Regions from separate parts of the Oryctolagus cuniculus genome. Here region 2 is linked to region 1. A link is a contact called in public Hi-C data. All regions are on one chromosome and are shown on one strand. The core of a region is the stretch at or near the end of the contact, and the rest is flanking DNA. Distances in the headings are between cores, read along the strand shown. Region 1 holds the start of ACAT1 (acetyl-CoA acetyltransferase 1). Region 2 holds the start of DDX10 (DEAD-box helicase 10).

What was found. Hi-C and Micro-C count contacts between places; a contact is called where the count stands out from the background.
Region 2: a Hi-C map of psoas muscle shows a contact between it and region 1, with 6 times the contacts expected there. The contact joins the promoter of DDX10 here to the promoter of ACAT1 in region 1. A contact is called at or near these places in 3 of 6 Hi-C or Micro-C datasets (ear pinna, psoas muscle and an unstated tissue).

Annotation. Positions count from the first base shown.
Region 1 is chr1:99,884,445-99,890,824 of mOryCun1.1, reverse strand. It overlaps ACAT1 (acetyl-CoA acetyltransferase 1), which reads right to left and starts at 1,388. Exons shown (of 12, transcript XM_002708492.5): 1 at 1,078-1,388. The coding sequence starts at 1,149.
Region 2 is chr1:100,406,405-100,413,148 of mOryCun1.1, reverse strand. It overlaps DDX10 (DEAD-box helicase 10), which reads right to left and starts at 4,108. Exons shown (of 21, transcript XR_011390521.1): 1 at 3,763-4,108.

The sequences.
Region 1 (6,380 bases), core at 139-2,638:
GAAACCCAGCTGAATCTCATTACATTTCTGTGATTTCCTGAGTCATTCCTTAGAACCAATAGGCTGATTAAGAACAGAGCTCTCTTGGAAACCCAGGCCCTTTAACTTTTCATTATCTCAGGACTCACATTAGTCTTCCTTCTCCTGGGCCCCTCACCCTCACCCTCACCCTCACCCTCACCCCCTAACTATTAACTGCTATTATTGTCACAGTCTCTTACCTAAGGCAGCTCCCCCTCAGCGCCTACTTGCCAGCACCCTACTAGTTGTGCTGGTCTACACCCGGACATGAGTTTTCTCCCCACTCGAATTCTTTCTGACCTGTGGTTATGACACACACACGACTATCAACAGTCCACAGCCATGGGGCAAATCCAAAGTCTTAAAACATAACTGGATTTCGCAGCGATGACCCCAACCCTGGGGGGTCGGGGGGGGGGGTGGAAATCAAGCCTCCCCAACCACACCTGCCCTGCAAGTTCTTAACCTATTTCTGAAGCCTTGCCAGACACTAAACCTGGGTAGCAGGCCTGCATTTCCACAAATGGAAAATAAATCCTTTCTTTCAAGGCTCTGCCCCGCCTGTGTTCTCCGAATACAAGAGGCAGAAGAGCCATTCGCTGTGAACACTCCAGCTACACCCACAGCTGGTATACCTCGCGTCCTGTATTACCCGAGTCGCCATTTATTTTCCCTAAGTTTTTAAACGCTGCAAGATAGCGACACTTTTTATGGTCAGATAGGGCCTTGTCTATTGTACCGCGTGGGGTTGAGAAGAAACACTCGACAACGCTCACAAACATGTTTTACCGAACATCTCCAAGCTGTTTTCTGGGCCTACAGAGAGCAGGCCCTCTCCCTCCAGCCCTGGGCCCTCCAGGCTCCGTCTACCCTGCAGGGACGCTGAAGCAAGGACGAGCAGCCCCCGCACAGACACGCGCACGGCCCGCATAGGGCGAGGCCCTCCCGGCGGGTCTCTGGGGGCTGCTGTCCAGGCCTGCACCCAAGCGCGGAACCTCCCGAAGCAGAAACCGGGCTCGGAGCCCAGAGGCCCACTGAGGGGCGAGACCCGCTCACCTGCACCAGCCTCCGCAGCAGGGGGCCGCGCCGGCGAGCGCCGCCACGCAGAAGAGCCGCCAGGACAGCCATGACCACAGGGCGCTGAGCGGTAGCTTCAAGGGCAAAGACGCGCGGCAAACCAGCAACTTCCCCCGCACGCAGGACCCCGCGATCCGGAGCAGGCTCCGCCCCCGTGCCCGTCTCTTCCACGGCCGGCCGCGATTGGCCAGCAGCCGAGGGCGGGGTGGAGCCTGGCGCCGGGAGCTGCGCCTGTCACCACCGACCAGGAATGAACTTGATGGCTCATGGCCGTGGCACCGAAGTCACCAAGCACCTGACCCGCTGCTGGTTCCCGTTTCCACACTGAAGCCTGTGGCTTGTGTGTAACCCGAGCCTTTCTATTCACTGAGCCTACTTCTCACATTTAACACCCACCTAGTACAAAGATAGCCCAGGAAAACCTTTTAAAGCAATCCAGTCAGCTTTTAATTGATGATGAAAACTTTGCAACTGCCTTTCGGAAGAAAGATGAAAACTAGAAAACATTTTAAAACGTTATCTATTTATTTTGTTGGAAAGGCAGAGAATTAAAGATAGACCATCAGAGAGCTTGCATCCTCTGGTTCACTTTCCAAATGCCTGCAACAGCCAGGACTGGGCCTGGCCAAAGCCAGGTTGCCCTGAATTCAGTCTGGGATTCTCACCTGGCTGACAGGGGCCCAGGAAGTTGGCCCATCACCTGCTGCCTCCCTGGGTGCGCATTAGCAGGAAGCTGGGATCAGGAGTGGAGCCGGGACCAAGAAGCCAGGCACTCCTACATGCAATGCGGCATCCCAGGCAGTGAATTCTCTGCGCCAAAGGCTCACCCCTAGAAAGCTTATTAACACCGCCACTGCACAAGTAAAGACTGCACTTCAAAAACAGTACTTCGAAAAGTTCTTGGAAAATGGAATTAAAAGGCAAGTTTAGGGGGCTGGCTTTGTGGGCTAAATGTTCCTGTGATGATAGCATCCCATGAGTACTAGTTCAAGTCCCAGCTGCTCCACTTTTTTTTTTTTTTGACAGGCAGAGTGGACAGTGAGAGAGAGAGACAGAGAGAAAGGTCTCCTTTGCCGTTGGTTCACCCTCCAATGGCCGCCGCGGCTGGCGCGCTGCAGCCGGCGCACCGCGCTGATCCGATGGCAGGGCTGATCGGATGGCAGGGCTGATCCGATGGCAGGAACCAGGTACTTCTCCTGGTCTCCCATGGGCCATCCTCCACTGCACGCCCTGGCCACAGCAGAGAGCTGGCCTGGAAGAGGGGCAACCGGGACAGAATCCAGCACCCCGACCGGGACTAGAACCCGGTGTGCCAGCGCCGCAAGGCGGAGGATTAGCCTAGTGAGCCGCAGCGCCGGCTGCTTCACTTTCAATCCAGCTCCCTGCTAATGCACCTAGGAAAGCAGCAGGAGATGGCCCAGTGCTGGGGCCCCTGCACCCATGTAGGAGACCAGGATGAAGGTCCTCTTTTTGCCCTGCCCAGCCCTGGCCATTGCATCCATTTAGGGACTGAACCAGCAAATGGAAGCTCTGTGTGTTTGTGTGTCTCCTCTCTCTGTAAGTCTGCCTTTCAAATACATAAATAACTTTTTAAAAAGGGGGGGGGTAAGTTTATTGTGCTGCAAAAATTTTTTTGAAATACATTCATAGGTTTTTCATAATATATATTTTTCATGAACTTTTAAAATGTTTTATAACATTCATTTATTTATTTTAAAGGTTTGTTTATTCAAAGGGCAGAGTTCAGAGAGAAAAGGAGGGACAGAGAGAGATTTTCCATCTGCTGGTTCACTCCCCAAATGACTACAACAGCCAGGGCTGGGCCAGGCCAAAGCCAGGAGCCTAGAACTCCATCAGGGTCTCCCAGAGTGGGTGGCAGAAGCCCAAGCACTTGGGCCACCTTCTGCTGCTTTCTCAGGCACATTAGCAGGGAGCTGGGTTGGAAATGGAGCAGCTGGCACTCACACGGCACTCATACAGGATGCCAGTGACACAGGCGTGGCTTACCCTGCTGCACCACAACACCAACCCCTATTCATTTTTATTTGAAAGGCAGAGAGAAAATCTTCCATCCAGTGGTTCACACACCCCCCCACCTCCAAGTGCCAACAACAGCCAGGGCTGGGCCCAGGATGAAGCCAGGTGTCTGGAATTTCATCCGGGTCTCCCATGCGGATGGTAGGGAGTCAAGTACTGAACTGCTGCCATCATCTGTTGGCATTTGTATGAGGCTGGAGTTGCAAACAGGGCCAGGATTCAAACCCAGGCACTGCAATATGCAATGTGGGTGTCCCAAGCAGCAGCTAACCCCATCGCTCCAATCACACCTGCCCTTTCTTGCACTTCATAGTAATCTTCACAGAGACTCCATGAATTAGATGCTATTGCTATCCACCACTTAAATGAGGTGATTTCGGGATAAAAACCAAACTTTTTGTTGTTGTTCCTGTTCATGATTGCAAACACAGTGACGGAGCTGGCATCTGACCTGATGTCACATTGCACTGCCTTCTCTCACCTTTGCACGTATCCTCACATTTTAGGAACTCTTTACTTCAGACATGCAGTTGTGGACAGAAAATATTTATGACTTTGTAAACATTATTTTCTCTTGTATTTATTGTCATATAAAAGATAAAAGAAGTGGGGATGGCACTGTGGCATAGTAGGCTAAGTCTCCGCCTGTGGCACCAACATCTCATATGGACACTGGTTCATGTCCTGGCTGCCCCTCTTCCAATCCAGCTCTCTGCTAATGGCCTGGGAAAGCAGTGGAAGATGGCCCAGGTGCTTGGGCCCCTGCATGGGAAATCTGGAAGAAGCTCCTACCTACTAGCTTTGGATTGGCCCAGCTCCAACCATTGTGGCCATTTGGGGAGTGAACCAGAAGATGGAAGATTCTCTCTCTCTCTCTCTGTCTCCCTCTCTCTGTGTGTAACTCTGCCTCTCAAATAAATAAATGACATCTTTTTTTAAAAAAAAAAAAAAAGAAAGAAAAAGAAAAAAGAAGTGACAACATACAAGTTGAATACTTTGACTTGCCAAAACAAAGTATTTTTAAAGAAAGTAAAATCTGTAACAGTACTGCTTTAACAAATTATGCTTTATTGTTGTTGTTATTATTATTATTATTATTTGAAAGGCAGAGACTGACACAGAGAGATCTTCCCTACACTGGTTCACTCCTCATATGCCCACAAGAGTCAGGGCTGGACTCTGGCCTCAGAATCAGCCCGTAAGGCATTCAGATCTGGCTGAAGAGCCCATGAGAGTATTTTAGGCATGGAAAGCCAAGACACTCTGGCAAAAAAAAAAAAAAAAAAAAAACACACACACACAAAACCAAACACCTAAATGAAAGATCTCTGCGAGTGAGATCCCAGTGTAAAGAACGGAGCCATCAAAGAAGGAGGTACCTTTCTCTGAAGGGAGGAGAGAACTTCCACTTTGACTATGACCCTGTCGGAATAAGATCAGATGTTGCAGTTGATTTCTCAACAATGTGCAGTGGATTTGTTTCTGAGAGGAGGAGCATGGTGGGGGCAAGAGGTGCGGAGTCACCACACAGACCCCGGGAGTCGGGTGAAAGCGGGCTTGAGGCAAGCAGCCCTCAGACTCGTTTATTTCAGTTGGTACATCTTATATAGCCAAAACCAGCCAATCTGGTCAAGGGGCGGTCTATGCCCCAACCAATCACAGCCTGTTGCCAGGCAGTTTCCAAAGCCATCCAATCACAGCCTGTTGCCAGGCAGGCTCTGTTGCCAGGTGGGTTTCAAAGCCATTCCTGAGTAACTGGATCGCTTGCCAGTGGCCATCTTGGCATGACTTTCTCATTCCACCACAATCAGAGTTGGCAAACTCAAAAGGCTTCCATAGCCTTGGCAACTCATGACAAGAGCCTAGGGTGATTACTGACGCCGTAAACAAGAGTGTCAACTTGCTAAGTCAACAACAGGAGTCACTGTGCACTTACTCCTCATGTAGGATCTCTGCCCTTAATGTGCTGTACATTGTGATTTAATGCTATAACTAGTACTCAAATAGTATTTTACACTTTGTGTTTCTGTGCAGGTGTAAACTGTTGAAAGCTTTACTTAATATATGCTAAATTGATCTCTGTATATAAAGAGAATTGAAAATGAATAATCTTGATGTGAATGGAAGGAGAGAGGGAGCGGGAGAGGGGAGGGTTGCGGGTGGGAGGGAAGTTATGGAGGGGGGAAAGCCATTGTAATCCATAAGCTGTACTTCGGAAATTTATATTCGTTAAATGAAAGTTAAAAAAAAAAAGAATCAGGGCTGGGCCAGACTGAAGGCAGGAACCAGGAACTCAGTCTGGTACCTCAAGTACCCAGGTACCTGAGCCATCACCAGCTGCCTCCCAGGATGCACCTTAGCAAGAAGCTTGATTGGAAGCAGAGCGAGGACTCAAACCTTGGTATGGGATGTGTGTCTCCAGTGGCGTCTTAACCACTGCACCAAATGTCTACCCCACAAATTATGTTTTGCTGGCAAATGTGGGAGACTGTAGTTTTCAAAGACGACCACACCGCTAGCCTGCTACCCAACAAGCTCCAGTTCCAATCTGATTCACATCCACTCTTCCCACCAGAGATGGGGCCATGTCCCCCACACCTAGAATGCGGCAGAAAGTGCTTACTGCCCTGGCCAGTGGAGTATGGCAGAAGCAATGTCATGTGGCTTCCCAGGCTAGGTCTGAACAGAAATATGGGTTCAAAGGTCGCAGATGATTCCAGTCCCCAGCCTTCAACACCTCCAGATGAGACCCCAGACATTGTGAGGAAACATAAGGCATCCCTAACAGGCTGTGTCTGAATTCATGACCCACCGAAACAGTGAGAAAAAACGGAATAGCTGTTTTGAGCCATTTGGGGAAGAATTTACACAGCAATAACTAAGGTTACCCTTACCTTTAATTTCCCAGTTCTGCCACATTGGTGCCTTGAGGTTCTCTGAGACTCTCGTACCCCAGATCACCACGTCCCGCAATGTCACACCTTGAATGTCACACCTTCTCTTGAATGTCTTCACCTTAGGCCAAGCACAGACATCTTCACACCTGGATCATCTCAATAATGTGAAAGCCGTGAGCATCAAACTGCAGTCAGTCACAGGAAGATAAAGCCTGGAGGTTGGGAAGGAAGCTTGTGCACACCTGCCCGACGGCAACTCACACCACACACCGCCAGCAGCGCGCCTTGAGGAAGGCCACGGCCAGCTCACCCAAACAACGTGAGGTCGTCCGCCCGGGACTGTCTGTT
Region 2 (6,744 bases), core at 2,859-5,358, 520 kb before region 1:
TAAAAAAAGAATAAGACAAAGAAAAATTGTCAAACACCTTGATGTGTCAATATGCAGTCTACCTTTGAAAAAGTAAGTTGTCTGTGGTTAAGTCTCACCTATGTCAGTAAAAGTATTGATTAGCCAAGTTTTTATCTTCATCTTTTTAAAGAGTTATTGATTCGAAAGGTAGAGTGACAGGGTCAGCACTGTAGCCCTCTTTCTCTGTCTCTCCTCCCTCTGTAACTCTACCTTTCAAAAATAATAAAAAAATCTTAAAAAAAAAAAAAGGAAGAGGAAAAATCAGGATAGATTAGGGAAGTGTAAGGTCTACAGGCAAAATTCTATCAGCCATCTATTTTCAGTAATCAAAGTCTTGCTGCAATACAATATCAGTTTAGGTACTTCTATGGCAGTTTTTGTGTTACAAGGTCAAAAGTGGGTAGTTCTACCCTTGTGACCTGCAAAACCAAAACATTGATTATCATTTATAGAAAAAGTTTGCTAATCCCTATTGTTTAAGTAATAGCTAACACAATAATCAGGAAGGAGGCAACAGGGCCTGAACCAGCATCTAGTAGTAGACATGGACAAACACTTGAGAAATTTAATAGAAAAGATTGCTAGTGTGACTGGTTGGATATAAAACTGGGTAAGAGAAGCATCTAGGATTGTTCCCGGCTTTCTAGCTCAACAGTCTGCTTAGATGAAGGAGCTAATATCCAACTAAAAATTGGTTCCCAAATGCACCGCCCTAATCCCTGGAATCTGTAAATGTTAGCATAAACAGCAAAAGTGACTTTTCCAATGTGATTGAATTAAATATATTGAGATGGAGGTGCTATGCTGGGTTATTTGGTTGGGCCCTAAATGCAACTTTAAGTGTCCATATAAAAGGACAGAATAGATTGAACATAAAACCTATCTCTTGAGACAGAGAGTTATGCGGCCACAAGCCATGGAATGCTAGCAGCCCTGAGAAACTAAAAAAACAAGGAACAGATATTTCTTACAGTCTAGAGCAAAGGTGGGGACCATCCAGCCTACTGGTTGGATAAGGCCAGGGATATCATCTGAAATGGCATGGTTAAGTCAACTCAGGCAGGACTCGAAATTCAATAAATCTGTGGTGGACTAATTTTGAAGTTATTTATTTTTTATGGCTGTAAATGCTATTCTTAATATCCAAGTGGTCCTTGGCAGAAAAATGATTCCCCACCCCTGTGCGGCAGCCTGGCCCTGCTGACACCTTGATTTCTGCCCAGGGAAGCTGATTTCAGACTTCTGGCCTCCAGAATTGCCAGGGAATAAATTTCTGTTATTTTAAGTTTTGTGGTAACTCATTACAATTGCAATAGAAAGCAATACAAATGCCAAAGAAATACACTGGATTATGAATTCAAGAAGGGCTGCTGGTTTATGAAGGAAAAGATAAGGATTTGTGGCTGTTAACGTATCCTATGAGAAAACTAGGTGGAGACATCTAGGGCAGTCATAAATAAGAATACAAACTCGAAGAGCTCTGGATAGAACACAATAAGGTCCTCTGGAGTAAATTAAGCAAGGGTTGAGACAATACTGCCTAAACCTGCATTCCTCATCCCTATAGCCTAAGCAATTCTAGTCACAATCCAAAATGAAACCTAACAATAACTTACTTTATAATGGCTTCTTAAAGTGCTTTACTTATAATTTAACAGCTAATATATGGAACGTGTATCTGCGTCCAGCATTATCTCACTAAATCTCCCACAACAATTAATACAGCGGGTACATATTAACTTGCCTTTTAAATGGAAAGAGAAGTGAACACAGTAAGCAATTTGCCTAAAGTCACACATTTAGTGAGCAAAAGCCAGATCAAATCATGATCATCGGAACTCCAAAGTCCAGGCAAACGTTTATTTTTTTTACTATTTGAAAGTCAGTTACAGAGAGAGAGGGAGAGACAGAGAGACTGTCCACACGCTGGTTCACTCCCGAGATAGCTGTAATGGCCGGGGTTGAGCCAGACCAAAGCCAGGAGCTTTTTCTGGGTCTCCCATGTGGGTAGCAGGGTCGCAAGCACTTGGACTGTCTTCCACTGCTTTCCCAAGGCCATTAGCAGGGAGTTGGATTGGAAGTGGAGCAGCCAAGACAGGAACAGGTACCTATACAGGATGTCAGCACTGTGGGCAGCGGCTTTACCTGCTAAGCCACAAAGCCAGCCCCCAAGAAGTAAACTCTTAAATGCTAAGCTCTACTTTCTCACTGTTGATCTCATTTAAAGGAAAGCTACACCACATGACATCCCAGGAATACTATACCTGTTAAATCCCTTATATAGTGTCATAGAAGGGAGCCATCACTGAGATGCAAAGCAGCATGTGAGAAAGCCAACAGACACGGGATTAGGGTGGAAAGGAGGAAAAGAACTGACAGTTCTGGTTGTTTGGGAAAAGAAGTCAAAGTGGTAACTACAGGGATACTCATCTGGGAGCTGCAGTGACAATGTGGAGATGACGGGGACATGAAGCAAATGGAGAAACGGAAATGGTCACAGGAAGGAAGATGGGTGAAGTTGAAGGACACAGTTTGGACTAACAGTGAAGAGGAGGGGAAGGCGCTGTGGCCTAGCTGGTAAAGGCGCTGCCTACTATCCCAGCATCCCATTTGGGTGACTGTTCATGTCCCAGCTGCTCTACTTGCAATCCAGCTCCCTGCCAACAGCCTGGGAAAAGTAGCAAAAAATGGCCCAAATTTCTGGGTCCTGGCCACCCCGCTGGGAGACCCAAATGAAGCTCCTGGTTCCTGACTTCCATCTGGCCCAGTCCTGGCCCCTGCTACCATCAAGGGAGCAAACCAGCAGATGGAGATGTCACTCGTTCACTGTCTCTCCCACTCTTTCAAATAAATAAATCTTAATAATAATAGGGGCTGGCGCTGAAGCATAGGAGGCTAACCCCTCCGCCTGCAACAGGAGAATCCCATTTGGGCACCGGTTCACGTCGCGGCTGCTCCTCTTCCAATCCAGCTCTCTGCTTGTCAGGAAAACAGTGCTTGACCCCTGCACCCATGTGGGAGAAGAATCACCTGGCTCCCGGCTTTGGTGTGGCCCAACTCCAGCTGTTGTGACCATTTGGGGAGTGAACCAGAGGATGGAAGACCTCTCTCTCCACCCTCCCTCTCTCCCTCTCCCCCCCACTTTCCCTCGCTCTGTAACTCAGCCTTCAGATAAATAAAGTCCTTAAAAAAAAAAAAATAGTGAAGAGCAAAGGCTTTGGAATTAGACATGGGTCTAGGTTCCAATTCCACAGCACCTATACTAAGTATGTGGGAGTTTGGGATAGTTTCTTATCCTTTTGGAGCCTCAATTTTCACATCTGTAAAACGGGAATATTAAGATTCATCCCTCAGATCACGTCAAAGAACTAAAATAAAGAGCTCAGTGAGTGCTACGAATGTAGGTATCTTACTCCACTATTGTCATGAATAACAGTGCTATATTATTTCAACTTCCACAGCATCAGTCTCCCTTCCCTTAAACACCACTGCATTTCCAGCCTGTTTTCGAGAACAGTGTGATGACTAAGAGTGGCCAGGGTACTGGAAAGATGTGGGCTGTGGAATCCAGCTGACTATCCAGCTGGTCCCCTCCACAGGGACCCCCACTCCCTTCTCCGGCCTATCGGTCTAACTGCTTCCCAGGCATAGGTGCGCGCCCTCCCCTCTGAAGCCCATCGCGTCGGCGGCACGTTGTCCGCCGGTTGGCCCACCCGCGCCCCTCCCCAGCTCCAGCCTCACCTTCTCGTAGTTCTGAATTAGGCGGCTGATACCCTCGCGCTCGACCTGCCACTCGGGCTTCTTCAGCTTCTTCCTCAACTGCTTCTTCTGGTTCTGCCTATGGCTGTGTTTTTTCTTCCAGCGATTAAAACTCCGCACCGGGTCGGGTCGCTCTCCTGAACCCCGGTGCTCGGCAGGCTTGCCCATCGCAGTGGCAACAGCACAGAGACCCCAGAAACTAGATATCAGGGCCAGGCGGAGGAGCTGCACGGAGAGGACACGGAACCAGCGTGGGGAAAGCGCACAGAGGCGCATGCGCGAGTTCAGGAGCCCGTCCCCATGCTTTTGAAACCGGGGCACGCGCCAATGACGTAAAGGGAAAACTGAGCTCTGATTGGTGACTTGGCTTACGCAGGGAGGGGCAGGATGGGAGGAAATAGGGCGGAACGATCAGAGAAAGAGGGCGGGCCGAGAGGCCGCAGGAGCACGCCGGCCCTTAAAAATGACGCATGCGCGGTGGCTGCCGCTACTATTTTGGTGCTGTTCTACTGAACATTTACGGGCTAGGTTCAAACTTCGGAGAGCGTTCTGTAGCACGCGCGTATTTACGCGCAATCTATGAATTGTAATTGTGATCTCCGTTTTGCATATTCAGGACCACGGGGCCGAAAGAGTTTACCTAAATCAAACAGCTGGATAATAACTTTAATTTCTGTCCACTTCAGTGCACCTCTTTAGGAATAAAAATGAATTATGCCCTCTGAGTTTGCGATTTCCTCCGGGCCCTTGAAACAAGCTGGAAATGGCGAGGAACATGAACACAGTCTAAATGAATTTGCCTCAAAATGCTAGGATAATGATAATAAGTGCAGAAATAATATTTGGAAATTGGTCACTCGGGCAAATTGGCATTCATTTGTTTTTCTTTTCTTTTCTTTTTTTTTAGATTTTTTTTTATTCGGAAGAGAGAGAGAGCTCTTCCATCCACTGGCTCACTACCCAAAGGGCCACAAAGGCTAGGGCTGGGCCAGGCCAGGGCCAGGAGCTTCTTTGGGGTCTCCCACACAGGTACAAGGGCCCAGACACTTGGGCCATCTTCCGCTGCTTTTCCAGGCCATACCCAGAGCAGCCAGGACACGAACTGGCGCCCACATGGGATGCTGGAAGTGCAGCCAGAGGCTTAGCCCACTTACACCACACTGTGACTCACAACCTACTCTTAAATATGAAAGAATAGCAAAAGCCTACCAAACACCTGATAAAATCATTTAAAAGTTTTAAGCCAAAACTAATAAACCATGTTGTGAATATTTTTCTTAAGATAAAGCATTGTATCCAAGAAATAAGAGCAAAAAATGCCCAGAAAGCAAATTAGGGGGCTGGTGCTGTGGCGCAGCGGGTTAAAGCCCTGGCCTGAAGCACCAGCTTCCCATATGGGTGCTGGTTTGAGTCCTGGCTGCCTCTCTTCCAATCCAGCTCTCTGCTATGGCCTGGAAAAGCAGTAGAAGATGGCCCAAGTCCTTGGGCCCCTGCACCCACGTGGGAGACCCAGAGGAAGCTCCTGGCTCCTGGCTTCGGATCGGCGCAGCTCCGGCCATTGCAGCCATTTGGGAAGTGAACCAGCAGATGGAAGACACCTCTCTCTCTCTCTCTCTCCCTGCCTCTCTTCTCTCTGTGTAACTCTCTTCCAAATAAATAAAATAAAATCTTTTTTTAAAAAAAGAAAACAAATTAGAACTCATTATAGAAGTGATCATTCATTAAATAAGTCAAATTTTAACAAAATTCAAATTTTAGTTATAATTAAAAACTCAACATCACATTCTGAAGTCATTATGTTTAATAATTTGTAATATAAAGGGTTTATATCTTGATCACATAAAATGACATCATTGTAATGATTTCAATGCTTATTTGTGTCAGACTTTATTTTCTGTAGGAATGGCCCCTAAGCAGATTTTCAGTTGTGACAATGAGGACAATAGTTTTTAACAGATTTTAGTTTTAATACCATATTCTCTACTGCCAACCAATATTCACAAAGTCCTTAAAGAACTAAAGAGGTTTGAAAATGTGCCTGGTGGGGCTGGTGCTATGGCGTAGTGGGGAAAGCCTCTGCCTGCAGTGCCAGGCATCCCATATGGGTGCTGATTCAAGTCCAGTCCCGGCTGCTCCACTTCCAATTCAGCTCTCTGCTATGGCCTGGGGAAGCAGTAGAAAATGGCCCAAGTCCTTGGGCCTCTGCACCTGCTGGGGGACCCGGACGAAGCTCCTGGCTTCAGATCAGCACAGCTCTGGCCATTGCAGCCAGTTGGGGAGTGAACCAGCAGATGGAACATCTCTCTCTCTCACTCTCACTCTCGCTCTTGCTCTGCCTCTCTGCCTTTCAAATAAACAAATAGGAGAAGAGGAGAGAAGAAGAAAATGTGCCTGGTCACCACTGCCACAAATGCCAGCAAAACTTCGGTGGGGGAAGGGTTATACTAAACCTTAAGGGGGAAATGTAGTATTTTTATCTTCTCCTTCATTGATGCCCCATTTAATATTATTTGTCCATTTCTATTTCAATGTTGCATGATGATAGTAGTTCATCATCATAATTCTTCAAATTTTATCTCTCTAAAACTCTGAGAAAATAACTCTTTTTAAAGATTATTGGGTTATTTGGGGGGGGGGATTATACCCCAATAGTGATAAGAACAACTTTTGCTCAGATTCTAGTTTCTAAGTATCTTTTTTTCCAATCAAATGAATCACAGCTCTTTGGAGAAACAAACTAATTCCAGGACCAGGACGAAGAAAGTACAAGATGAACTGGAATAGTTTAAAGTGCCGGAAAATGAAGAAATGTTCAAAGAATGATAGGAATGGATGGCACAGTTCTTGACCTAGATGGTGGTTATGAGGATGTTTGTCTAATTAGATTCTACTCTTGTATCTTGTAGCTTTCTATAGTGAAGGAAAAGAGAGCATGCATTACCAAAACATACATCTTTGACATAA